Regions from separate parts of the Mus musculus genome. Here region 2 is linked to region 1. Evidence: chromatin contacts called from public promoter capture Hi-C data. All regions are on one chromosome and are shown on one strand. Each heading gives the region's core, a stretch centred on a gene start, on an enhancer-like site or on the middle of the called end of the contact. The rest is flanking DNA. Distances are from core to core; before and after follow the strand shown.

Evidence for each region. Promoter capture Hi-C pulls out the DNA fragments that hold promoters and counts their contacts.
Region 2: a contact with region 1 is called in a promoter capture Hi-C map of embryonic stem cells, with 3 times the contacts expected there. The contact joins the promoter of Tmem192 here to the promoter of Sgo2b in region 1. A contact is called at or near these places in 1 of 39 promoter capture datasets (embryonic stem cells) and 1 of 115 datasets of contacts at active chromatin or transcription factors (embryonic stem cells).

What each region holds. Positions count from the first base shown.
Region 1 is chr8:63,949,811-63,955,214 of GRCm38.p6, forward strand. It overlaps Sgo2b (shugoshin 2B), which reads right to left and starts at 2,360. Exons shown (of 8, transcript NM_001195687.1): 1 at 2,128-2,360.
Region 2 is chr8:64,945,654-64,951,476 of GRCm38.p6, forward strand. It overlaps Tmem192 (transmembrane protein 192), which reads left to right and starts at 1,532. Exons shown (of 6, transcript NM_028427.3): 1 at 1,532-1,680. The coding sequence starts at 1,654.

The DNA.
Region 1 (5,404 bases), core at 1,110-3,609:
GGAATATACCCAAAAGATGCCCCACCATCCCACAGGGGCACAAGTTACACTATGTTCATAGCAGCCTTACTTGTGATAGCCACAAGCTGGAAACAACATAGATGTCCCAAGACAAAAGAATGGATACAGAAAATGTGGTTCAATTACGCAATGGAATACTACTCAGCTATTAAGGAGGCTATCCAGACTTTTGCAGGCAAATGGATGGAACTAGAAAATATCCTGAGTGAGGTGACTCAGACATGCATCCAAAAGGGCATGCATGGTATGTACTCACTAATAAGTGGATATTAGAAAAAGAAAGAAAGAAAGAAAGAAAGAAAGAAAGAAAGAAAGAAAGAAAAGAAAGAGAAAAAAAAAGAAAAGAAAAGAAAAGAAAAGAAAAAAGAAAATACAGAATACACAAGGTATAGTCCACAGAATTCAAAAGGCTCAACAAGCTGAAGTGCCCAAGTGAGGGTGCCTCAGTCCCACGTGGGAGAGAGAAGAAAGCAATCATAAGTGGGGAGGGAAGGGAGGACTTGGGAGGGAAAGTGTGTGGGGGGGGGAGTAGGGAGGGGGAGAGGGGAACCTGATCTGGTATTGGGTGAGGGAAGAGGACTGAAGCCCTGAGGGCCAGCAGAAAGAATGGAAACAAGCAACCTCAGGAAATAGGAGGTTGGGGGACTGGAATGCACCAGATGGGAGGTGAGAAACTACCAGGACTCACAGGGATGGACCTTTGATGAAATGCCTGACAGTAGGGAGAGGGAATTTATAGAGTCCACCTCCAGCAGGAAGTGAGGGATGGGGTTGTTATCCCATAGCCATACCTCTGACCCATAATTGTATCTGTCTGAAAGAATTGCAGGGATGGAAATGGAGAGGAGCCTACAGAAAAGAAGGTCCAGCAACAGGCCCAAAGTGGGATCCAGCTCAAGGGGAGGTCCCAAGACCTGACACTATTACTGAGGCTATGGATCGCTCACAAAAAGGGACCTATCATGACTGCACCCTGAAAGATCCAAGCAGTTGAAAGAATCAGAAGCAGATATTTGCACCCAACCAATGGACAGAAGCAGCTGCCCCCTGTTGTTTGATTAGGGAAAGGCTGGGAGAAGCTGAGGAGAAGGATGATCCTGTAGGAGGACCAGCAGTCTCAATTAATCTGGACCCTGGAGATCTCTCAAACACTGGACCACCAACCAGGCAGCATACACCAGCTGATATGAGACCCCCAACACACATACAGTAGAGGACTTCCAGGTCTGTGTTCATTCAGAGATGATGCACCTAACCCTCAAGAGGCTGGAGGCCCCAGGGAGTTTAGAGGTCAGCTGGGGTGGGGGTATCCACGTGGAGATGGGGTGGGGTGGGGTGTGGAGGAGGTGTGGAATGTGGAGCAGTTGAAGGGTGGGGAGGGGCGGGGAATAGAATATGGAGTGTAAAAAATGAATTACAGGTAAAATTAAGTAAATAAATGTGAAGACATGAAAGGACTTTTCAGTAGAAAACAATCTGCCCCATGTTAAAATGGTCATGTTTGAAAGCATTAAGCAGATGTGGAAAGAAAGGTGTCAAGCAATTGACAGAAGATGGCTTGGGGGATGAATTTCTGCAACAGGGAGGAAGTTTCCTCCCAACATTTCAACATTAAAGTTCAATTTTTCTGAAGTTTTGCCCAAAGGAAAACGTAAAACTGCAGGGAAGTAGGTAGGCTAAATGCTGGTTTTCACCTCGCAATCTGAGCAGAGAAGCAAGGAGGCTAACTGCAGATCTTCAAATTTCCCTACTTCAAATGCCCCAGACTCATCCACAGCTGTGTGGCAGATCTTCTGCTGTGACCTCTTCTTATCCTCTGACCCCACTTCCCAGGGCGGGGAAATAAACAGACCCTGATGGAACAACTCTCCTTTCCTCCCTCCCGTGGACCCCCCCCCCCCCCCCGCCATGCCATCCCCTAGCTTATAGCGCCTCTCTATTCCTTAAGTGTCAGCTCCCAATACCCAGATCTGAGCCAAGCTTTTAGTTCTGTTCTAAACAAGCTAGGCAGAGGCCCTGCCTGGAGATAGCATCCGTATCTACACGCAAGCAGCCTTTTCAGACCTGGTCACGGGGACCTAGATCCCTTTCCCTCCCAATACTGACCTGAAAGCTACTGTGACCGTCTGCCCAGCTAGGAGCTCAAAGGCAGAACAGAGGTTAGCGCCCTGATCCAAAGCCAGCACCGCGTCCGGCCTCAGCGTCCGGGCCCTCCAAGCCGCTGCAGGAGGTGCCAGGAGTAGCTGCTGAGAAGGGTTCGGGCTCCGCAGGCCTCGCTATCCCCGCAGCCTGGCGACCCCTTCAGCTGTGGGTGCCCACACTTGCCTGAGGACCTCGACAATTCCCGAAGCCTAGGAGTCAGGTTTAAACTCAGCGGGAGACAGCAGTAGCCTCTCCAGCCAATCAGATTCAGAGAAGGCAGCACATAGGTGAAAGATGTAAGAGGCGGGATGCCCTGTAAGCTCTGAGTGGTGCTCCCTGAGCCGAGCCGGGATGCTACCCGCTGCCGCTGCCGCTGCCGGAGAAGGTTCTCAGTGCCTCTCTGAACCTGTGATAGCCATCTCCACCAGCTCTAACAGAAAAGGCGACGCCATGGATAAGTCTGACACCCTAAGGGTTGACAGGCATCTCAAGACCTTCTCAGGACTTTGTGTTGCTCACTGTGAGATTACTTGTCTGAATCTGGTTTCTGCACCCTTGCCCTCCAATCGTGATGTATGTATGTGTGTGTGTGTGTGTGTGTATATATTTATTATATATATATATATATATATAATTTTGAGAAAGGATTTTTAAAAACTGCTCTAATCCATTATGTTAAAAATACAAATAGAAGCCAGGCAGTGGTGGCACACTTGGGAGGCAGAGGCAGTCATATTTCTGAGTTCGAAGCCAGCCTGGTCTACAGAGTGAGTTCCAGGACAGCCAGGGCTATACAGAGAAACCCTGTCTTGAAAAACCAAAATATATAAATAAATAGATAAATAAACAGATACAAATAGGGAGTTTAGAGGTTATGAGCATTTGTTACTCCTACAAAGCAAGCTTTTGTTTACAAAAGCAGAAACAGTGATTTTTGTTAAAGTCGTACAAGACCAGAAAATTACAAAGATTAGCCCTTAAGAACCATTGACATTTGGATGTCCAATTTTGCTTTATAGTTCTCTTAAGCACACACACACACACACAAATTAAACTTTTTTCTTTATGGAATTCTCTTTTAAATTTGGGAATTATTATAGGATTAGTTATTTTCCTTCTGTTTCTTCTTCCAGCCATCTTCAAGCACTTAGGGTCTTCTATCAGGACTGCTCTAAGGGAAATATATACGCTTCATTTATATTTCAAAGGGAAGAGATGTCAGAAGCCATAATGAGACAAGCTAAATACTAGCAGGTGATCATCCTGAAATGGCCTGCTTCAGATTATTATATAATCTGCAACAGGTGAGCCCTTATTAAGCAAGGCTGTAAGGGACTCATTTTAGGAAAGAGTCCTGCTATTAATATGTTTTCCTGTTATTATTAAACATACATAATAATCAGTAAGTAATAGCACAGCCCTTTGGAGCAGATCTCTGCAGATTCACTAAGATGTACTAGCTTATAGTGATGCTACGTAGAAAAATAAATGACTTAAGTCTTAATAATGATCCTATAAGAATTCCTAAAATTATATCTGTGATTATTAAGCTCTTTTATAATGGAACTGCTATTAGGTCCTTTTCTGATAGTCACAGGTGCAATGAGAACTCTGCCAGTCTCCCAAGTGTCACCACTTAATTACTCTTAGATGATAACCAGATTTTCTCCTACTCAGAGTACATTCCAAGAGGTTGTAAAACAATTAACCAAAGGTTATAAAAAGGTAACTAACAATTTATTATAGGTGCAAGTCAGAAGATAAAATATCAACTGGGTTTATCTATACAAAACTTCACTAATAACTTAGTTATGGTTTTAAACCTTCAATGAACTTGTGAATCTGAGACAGGTGATGGGTGTTTAGCCAGATAATCACTCCTAATGGATATGCATGTAAACATTATCTGTTGTAAACTTCTAATTCAATTTGTGATTTGATTTTTTATGTGTGAACTTGTGATGAACTTTGCAACATGTGATCATGTATTCCGAAAGCTATATAAGTACTGAAGATGCCGGGCAGTGGTGGCTCACGCCTTTAAACCCAGCATTTGGGAGTCAGAGACAGGTGGATTTCTGAGTTTGAGGCCAGCCTAGTCTACAAAGTGAGTTCCAGGACAGCCAGGACTATACAGAGAAACCCTGTCTCGAAAAAACAAACAAACAAAAAACAAAATAAGTACTGAAGACAAAGAAGAAAGAGGAGAATCTTTTTCTCTTTCCCCACTTAGGATCTTTCCACTTTTCCCCTTAGATAGCATTCATGGGAAACATTTTAGAACTTAGTAATAAATGCTATAATAACTTCTCTATATGTCCCTTTTTCTTTCAACTAGCAGGCTGAAAGTTAGAGCCCAGCAGTTCCTGCTGACATAGAACAAAGGCTGTATTGCTTAATCCTCCCATTATGCTACAGGTGTTAACCTGAACCTGTAGTGTTTTACCCTCAGAAAGCTCAAGAAAGTTTCTAGGACTTTTTAGAAGTTATCAGCATTTAATACAAATAGAGAGCTAGAAACCCTCAGACTTTAAAGCCATCACGAGAATCCTAGTCTGTGACCCCACCACTACCCTCTCTGGGCATGAAGGCTCCTGACATTCTAAATTGGCGCCTTGGAACAGGGACTTTGAAGAAGGTAAGTGGACACAGATAGGACTCTTAACTGGGTCTTGCAAACCCCTTGGACAGGGAGTGTACAGTTATGGAGGGTAAGACATAGTTAAATTGCCTGCTGCTGTCAGCAGAGGTGGATAGTAGGTGCCATCAGCACCTGGTTGGTTACCATCAGTACCCAGGTTCAGCCAGGAGCCCTGAGACCCTCAGACTTTAAAGCCATCACCAGAGTCCTACTCTGTGACCTCACCACTAACCTATCTGGGCCGGGAGACTCCAGGCAGTGGTGCATTTTCTTATGTTGTGATACATGTAGGAGAGTCCTGACCATTGTGTGTGGTGCTACTCCTGAGCATGGTTAGATAGATAGATAGATAGATAGATAGATAGATAGATAGATAGATAGATAGGGAGAGGGAGAGGGAGAGGGAGAGGGAGAGGGAGAGAGAGAGAGAGAGACTTTTCCAGTACTTTGATGATCTGATATGACACTGAATTGTTGACAATAAACTTGCCCAAAGATAAAGCATTAATATTAACCAGAGTCACTCATATCCTCCATTTAAAGTGGCATTTACCATATCTTCTTTAATGATACAGTAACAACATGTTGTCCATTGAAAGG
Region 2 (5,823 bases), core at 282-2,781, 1.0 Mb after region 1:
AAAGGCCAGTTAAAAGTGTGCAGTACATAAGGAAATGTCCTTTGAGGATTTCAGGGCTGTTCCTTCCCAGGGTCTGTGGAGAAGCTGGTTGTAGAGAGGAAGGAGCCAACATGATTCAGCTAGCTGTTCCAGGACACGAGGACAGGCATTCTTTCCAATGGACAAGTCTAGTCACTGTCCTTGGGGCCCAGTCTGCTCGGCGTTGATGACATCTTTGCCTTCCAATTCCTCTTCAACCACAGACCTTGAGGACTCTTCCTCAAATCTCTCTTCATTCTTCATGAGATATCTCGTGTAACCCAGGCTTGCCTCTAACGCACTATAAAGCAAAGCCTGGCTTTGATATCACGATTCTCTTGTCTCCTCTAAGACCTGGGACTACAGGTGTGTGCCACCACACCCACTTCCCCAGTTGGATTCTGTGTGTGTGTGTGTGTGTGTGTGTGTGTGTGTGTGTGTGTGTTTAAAACTTGGCCTGCAGAGATGGCTCAGTGCTTAAATGCACTAACCACTCTTCCAAAAAAAACCTGGGTTTGATTCCCAGAACCACTGTCTAACTCCAGTGTCTCATCTGGCCTCCCTGGGCAATAGGCACACACACAGTGCATAGCCACACATGCAAATAAAACACTGAAATGCATAAAATAAAAGCATTTTAAAAATACTTTGTATATAAAACAAAACAACTCATCCGTTGCGATGATGCACACTAGCGATGCCAGATTTCACTGTGTGAAGGCAAGTGGATCAGGAACTGAAGGCCCGTTTCAGTGCACATCAATTTCTAGGTCAGTGTGAGCTACTTGAGACTTTGTTTTAATTTTTACAAAAATGAGGACTGGGCAATGAATGGCTTTTGCTGTCAAGTCCAGGATTCACATAGTGGAAGAACTGACTTAATCTTGGGTCAAGTGTGGCGGCTCATCCGAGCATTCCACTAGGCAACAAAGACAGGCGAATCTCCGAGGGTTCAGTCTGGTCTACATAGTGAGTTCCGGAACACGTAGCGCTATGTAGAGAAACCCTGTCTCATAAAAACAAAACTGAAACCAAAAATAATCAAAGGACAGAAAAAGAAGAGATGGGGAAGGGGAAAACAGAAACAGAATACCTTAAAAAAAAAAAAAAACTACAGAAATTTCCTGTGGAGACATCTGTAAATCGTGTTATAGAAATTGGAATCTATTCTAATTAAGTCCCTCTACAGGTGGAATTGCGATTTTTACTGCGTCTTTTTCCAAACAGAGCTATCTATATTGTTGCAAACAAAAATTGCGCCAACAGAAATAAGTTAATATTCTAAAGAGAAGTAGTTTACTTGGTTTAAATGGTTGCTCGAGAAATTCATCCTTTAATTTCCAAATCTCTGATAAATGGATGAAGCAACAGTTTAGGGGAAACCCCAAAACAACCGCCTGGGCTACACTGCAGCTCAAAGCTGGAGTCTGCAGGGGGGGCCACGCCCCTGGCTGCTGATCGGCTGATCTAGGTGGAGGGGCGTGGCCTTCGGCGGCCGGGGCGGGGCGAGCGCAGAGTGGGTGTGTCCGAGGCGGGGCGCGCAGGTCCTAGTAGGTGCGACTGTCCCGGGCCGTCGGCGCCCGGGCGCTGGTGGAGAGGTCAGGCTGGCGGGGCATCGGCCCGCGACGGCGGGTCATGGCGGCGGCCGGCCGGCTGGAGGACGTGAGTGAGGCGCCGAGCCCTGTCCCCGCCATTCGGCTTCCTGTGCTGGGCTCAGGGGGCGGAGACTGCGGGCTAGGAGCTAACCAGAGCCGCAGCGGCTCGACCATCGGGGACGCAGGGTGCGGGGTGACGCGACGGGCGGGGACCGCGGACCCCGGGAACGTCTTCCTGAACGATCGGAGGGACACGGCAGGGTGGGCGTGCGGGACCCTTCACTCGGCGGCTCACGTGCAGTGCGCGTCTTTGGTTCCGGAAATGGGAGCTTCACGTGATGCGAGCTGGCTTGATCTGTCCTTCCTGGGAGAGACTGACAGGCGGGCTTGCAAGCCCGGGTGACCCGGCTTCTGTGGGCCCTCCTGCGTTGGTCGGAGAGCACCCGGAACTTGGAGTGACTCTAACCTCCAGCATCCCTCGGGCGGACTTGTAGCTCTCATCTCCCGGAAACGCAGATTGGCGCATAACAGTTATCATGTGCTGTTTTGAATGTAGGCATGATAGGAACAGTGCTTGGTTGCTTTAAAAAAAAAAAGTATTCGGTTGCCCAGTTCATGATGTAGCCATTATAGAATAATACAGTTGCAAAAATCTTGAGTTTGCAAGCTCATTAAGACACTGATTTATTTGAAATTGGGTGTGGGGCGGGGGAAACACTTTGGGAGGAAACATGCGTTTGTTTCCAGAACAAACTGTTTTGTCCAGTGGCATAATACAATTCCTGCCCTTGAGAAATGCAAGGCTGACATTATCTTAGCACAGTGACCTGAGCTAATAACTAATAAAAACATTATCATGGTCTTAGTATAAAAGTACATCAAAATAATAATAATAATAATGATAATAATAATAATAATTAATAATAGCAAGGTTCCAGAACTGTAAGGGCTTAGATTCTTGTGTGTTTGGGTCCTGCAGTCATTTATTTATTTATTTGTTTATTTAAGACTTGCTATGTAGCCCTAGCTGGCCTGGTACTCATTATATAGCCTAACCTGGCCTCAGATTTGCCTATCTTCCCTGACTCAACCCATTTTAATGCTAGGATGATGTAGCTAGTTACATTTTCTTGATGAAATATGTTTCTAACAGCAGGACTAATCTAGTTATTTTTCAACTGAGAAAATGGGAAAGCAACTACTACTTGGAAACTTAATACTTAGGCCTCTCATGGAGGGCAGTCTTGTAGCTGCCCTAACCAGACTAATCCTGGCACTATGTCATGCCATATGGCCACCTCTACCTCTCTGCTCAGCTCTGGTCCTGTTTACCCCCTTGTCTGCTGGCTGAATCCCTCACCTCTGATTTCTTCTCCCAGAATCCCTTTCTCTCCTGGAAAAGCCACCCTCCACTTCCTGCCTAGCTCTTGTCTCTCCTCTCCTTATTACAGCCAATCAGATACGATTCTAGATCAGATGGGGAGAATGAATATTTACAAAATAGAAACCCAGTAATGGGCTGTAGAAATGGCAAGACCAGGATTCTGCCAGCATTTAGCTCTCTGCTGGTCCAGAATTAGCAATTGGAAACACAGAGACACACCTTCACAGAATGTACCCCAACTTGAATATGCTGCTGTTTCCTTACCTGAGATCTGTCGTCTACAAACGGCCTTTTGTTGTATGACTACCATCAGACCAAGAGAGGGAGAGGGGAAATATTTAAAGATATTCCCACATGGATTTTTGTTTTTTGTTTTTTTGTTTTTTTTTTTACAGGCTCATACTAGGTAACTCAGGCTAGCCCCTGGCTTACAGTAATCCTCCTCCTGAAGCCTCCTACATGCTGGGATTATAAACAGCACATGCCACTATACCTGGGTCCCAGTAAGGCTTAATACAGCATAGACATCAAGTCCCCAAAGGAAGCAGTTACTGGGGGAAGAAAATGAAGAGACAGTATTGAGGTCAAAACAATAGCTGAGTTCTTTGGTAGTAACTCACTCGATCATAAGTCATGGCAATGGGTTGGGCGAACGTGGTAGAGTTCTTGCTCGTTTAGCATCCACACAACCCTGAGCTCAGTCTTTAGCACCACATAAACCAGGCATGGTAGCACACACCTGTGGTCCCAGCACTGAGGAAGTAAGGGGAGGGAATCTTAAATTCAAGGTCACCCTTGGCCTTAGGGAGTTACAGACCAAAATAGAGGAAGTGAAGGAATGATTTGAGGTTCTGGGGATGTAGTTCAGTGTTAGAGCAGTTGTGTAACACACATGAGGTCCTAGGTGTGGGGTGGGGGGAGACTTGTAAGAAGATAGAAAAGTTGATTGATGAATTGATTGAAAATGATTCAAGCCAGGCAGTGGTGGCTCACTCTTTAATCTCGGCACTCAGGAACTAGAGGCAAGTGGATCTCTGAGTTGGAGACTAGCCTGGTCTACTTAGTGAGTTCTACAGTAGCCAGGGTGACAGAGACACCTTGTCTTGGGGAAAAAGAAAGAAAGAGAGAGAGAGAGAGGAAGGAAGGAAGGAAGGAAGGAAGGAAGGAAGGAAGGAAGAACATAGAAATAGCAAAGAGAGAATGAAACTTCTAGCTGAACTTTGTAGAGCTGAAACTTGCCCTTTTACTAGTGGAGAAATGAGTGAAGGAGACGGTGGCGTTTGCTGTGATAGGCATTGTAGGTGGGGAGACAAGTAGGCATGGTGTAGAGATGGAAGGAGTTTCCTGAGAGCAGTTCCAGGGTGCAGCGAGCCTGGTGAAGCATTTGGGTTCTGCCCTGAGGGTAATGGGGAAGTACTCACAGGTTTTGTGAGGGTTAACCTGAGGGGTATTGTAGACTTCTTCAGAGCATCGGAAGACTCCTGAGGTCAGGATACTGAAAGGTTCTAGCAGAAGACCAAGAAAATGGGGAGAACCTGGGTTCAGACAGAGTGGGAAGGATGGTAGAGATCAGTGATCATGTAACGACCAGGAGAGTAACAGAGTTCATAGCCTCTGGTGTGTATCTCAGTGACAGAGCACTGCTCTAAGGCTCAGCTCCCAGGGGCACAAAATAACCAATTAGTAGAATAAACAAACATATCCCAGCCCCTAGGAGAAGAAGGTGGGAAGATCGTGTGCTCAAGACTAGTCTGGCCCACATTTTGAGACTCTAGCTCCAAAAGCAGGGGTGGGAGTGTTGATATAGAGGTCAGACTTAGTGGCCTCCTTATTTAATCCCAGCCCTTGGGAGGCAGAAAGGTGTGGGTCTGTGTGAGTTCAAAGCAAGTCTGGTCTTCCTAGTGAGTTCTAGATCAGCAGGGTTATCTAAAAAAAATTATTAATAATAATATAATAATGGCTCAAGCCAGGTGTCTCCTGAAGGCAGAGGCAGGCAGATCTCTGAGTTTGAGGCCAACCTGGTCTACAGAGTGAGTTTCAGGACAGCTAGGACCACACAGAAAAATATTGTCTCGAAAAACCAAAAGAATTAAAAGAGAAGAAAATAATGGCACACATATTGATTGCTCAGTCAACTAAGTGCTGTACTAAGCAGGGTTTTGTGTAGTAATTCATTTAATTTTCCTACCCAAGGTTGGTCACAGTTGTCTGATTTTTACTAGTGTGTTTTTTCAGAGGAGGAAATTGAAGCTGGAGACATTGCTTGTTGGTTTTGCAGAGGACTCAGATTCAGGTCCCAGCACCCACATCCCCGGCATCACAGCTTTCTCTAGGGTTCTGCTGCCCTCTTCTGGCCTCATTGAGCACCTCCATGCATGGGGTTTACATACAATACATACACATAAAATAAAAAATAAATCTTAAAATAAAGAGGAAACAGAAATAGAGAAGTAGAGTAACTTACCCACAGCCAGTAAGCAGTAGGACTTGACTTTTGTCTCGGTTTAACTTGGGCCCTGCCATCCCAATACCCACAGTTCCTACTACCTCTGGTCAGAGTTGATCCCTCCTCCCTGCTTCCTAGTTTCTTGTGATGCGAGTTTGATGCTGCTAAGTGAGTTGTGCAAACCTGCAAAGATATATATGGACCATATATAGACTCATGCATCAGTCTCTGCTGAGTGAGTCCCTGTGACAGACAAGGAATTAGTGAATCTAACGTAGTCTACCAGGAAAGATAGATTAAATGGGCCTTGGTCAAAAGGGAGAAACAGGAAATGGGGAAGGGCCATTATTGCCTAGTATGAGAGGGAGACACACACAGTG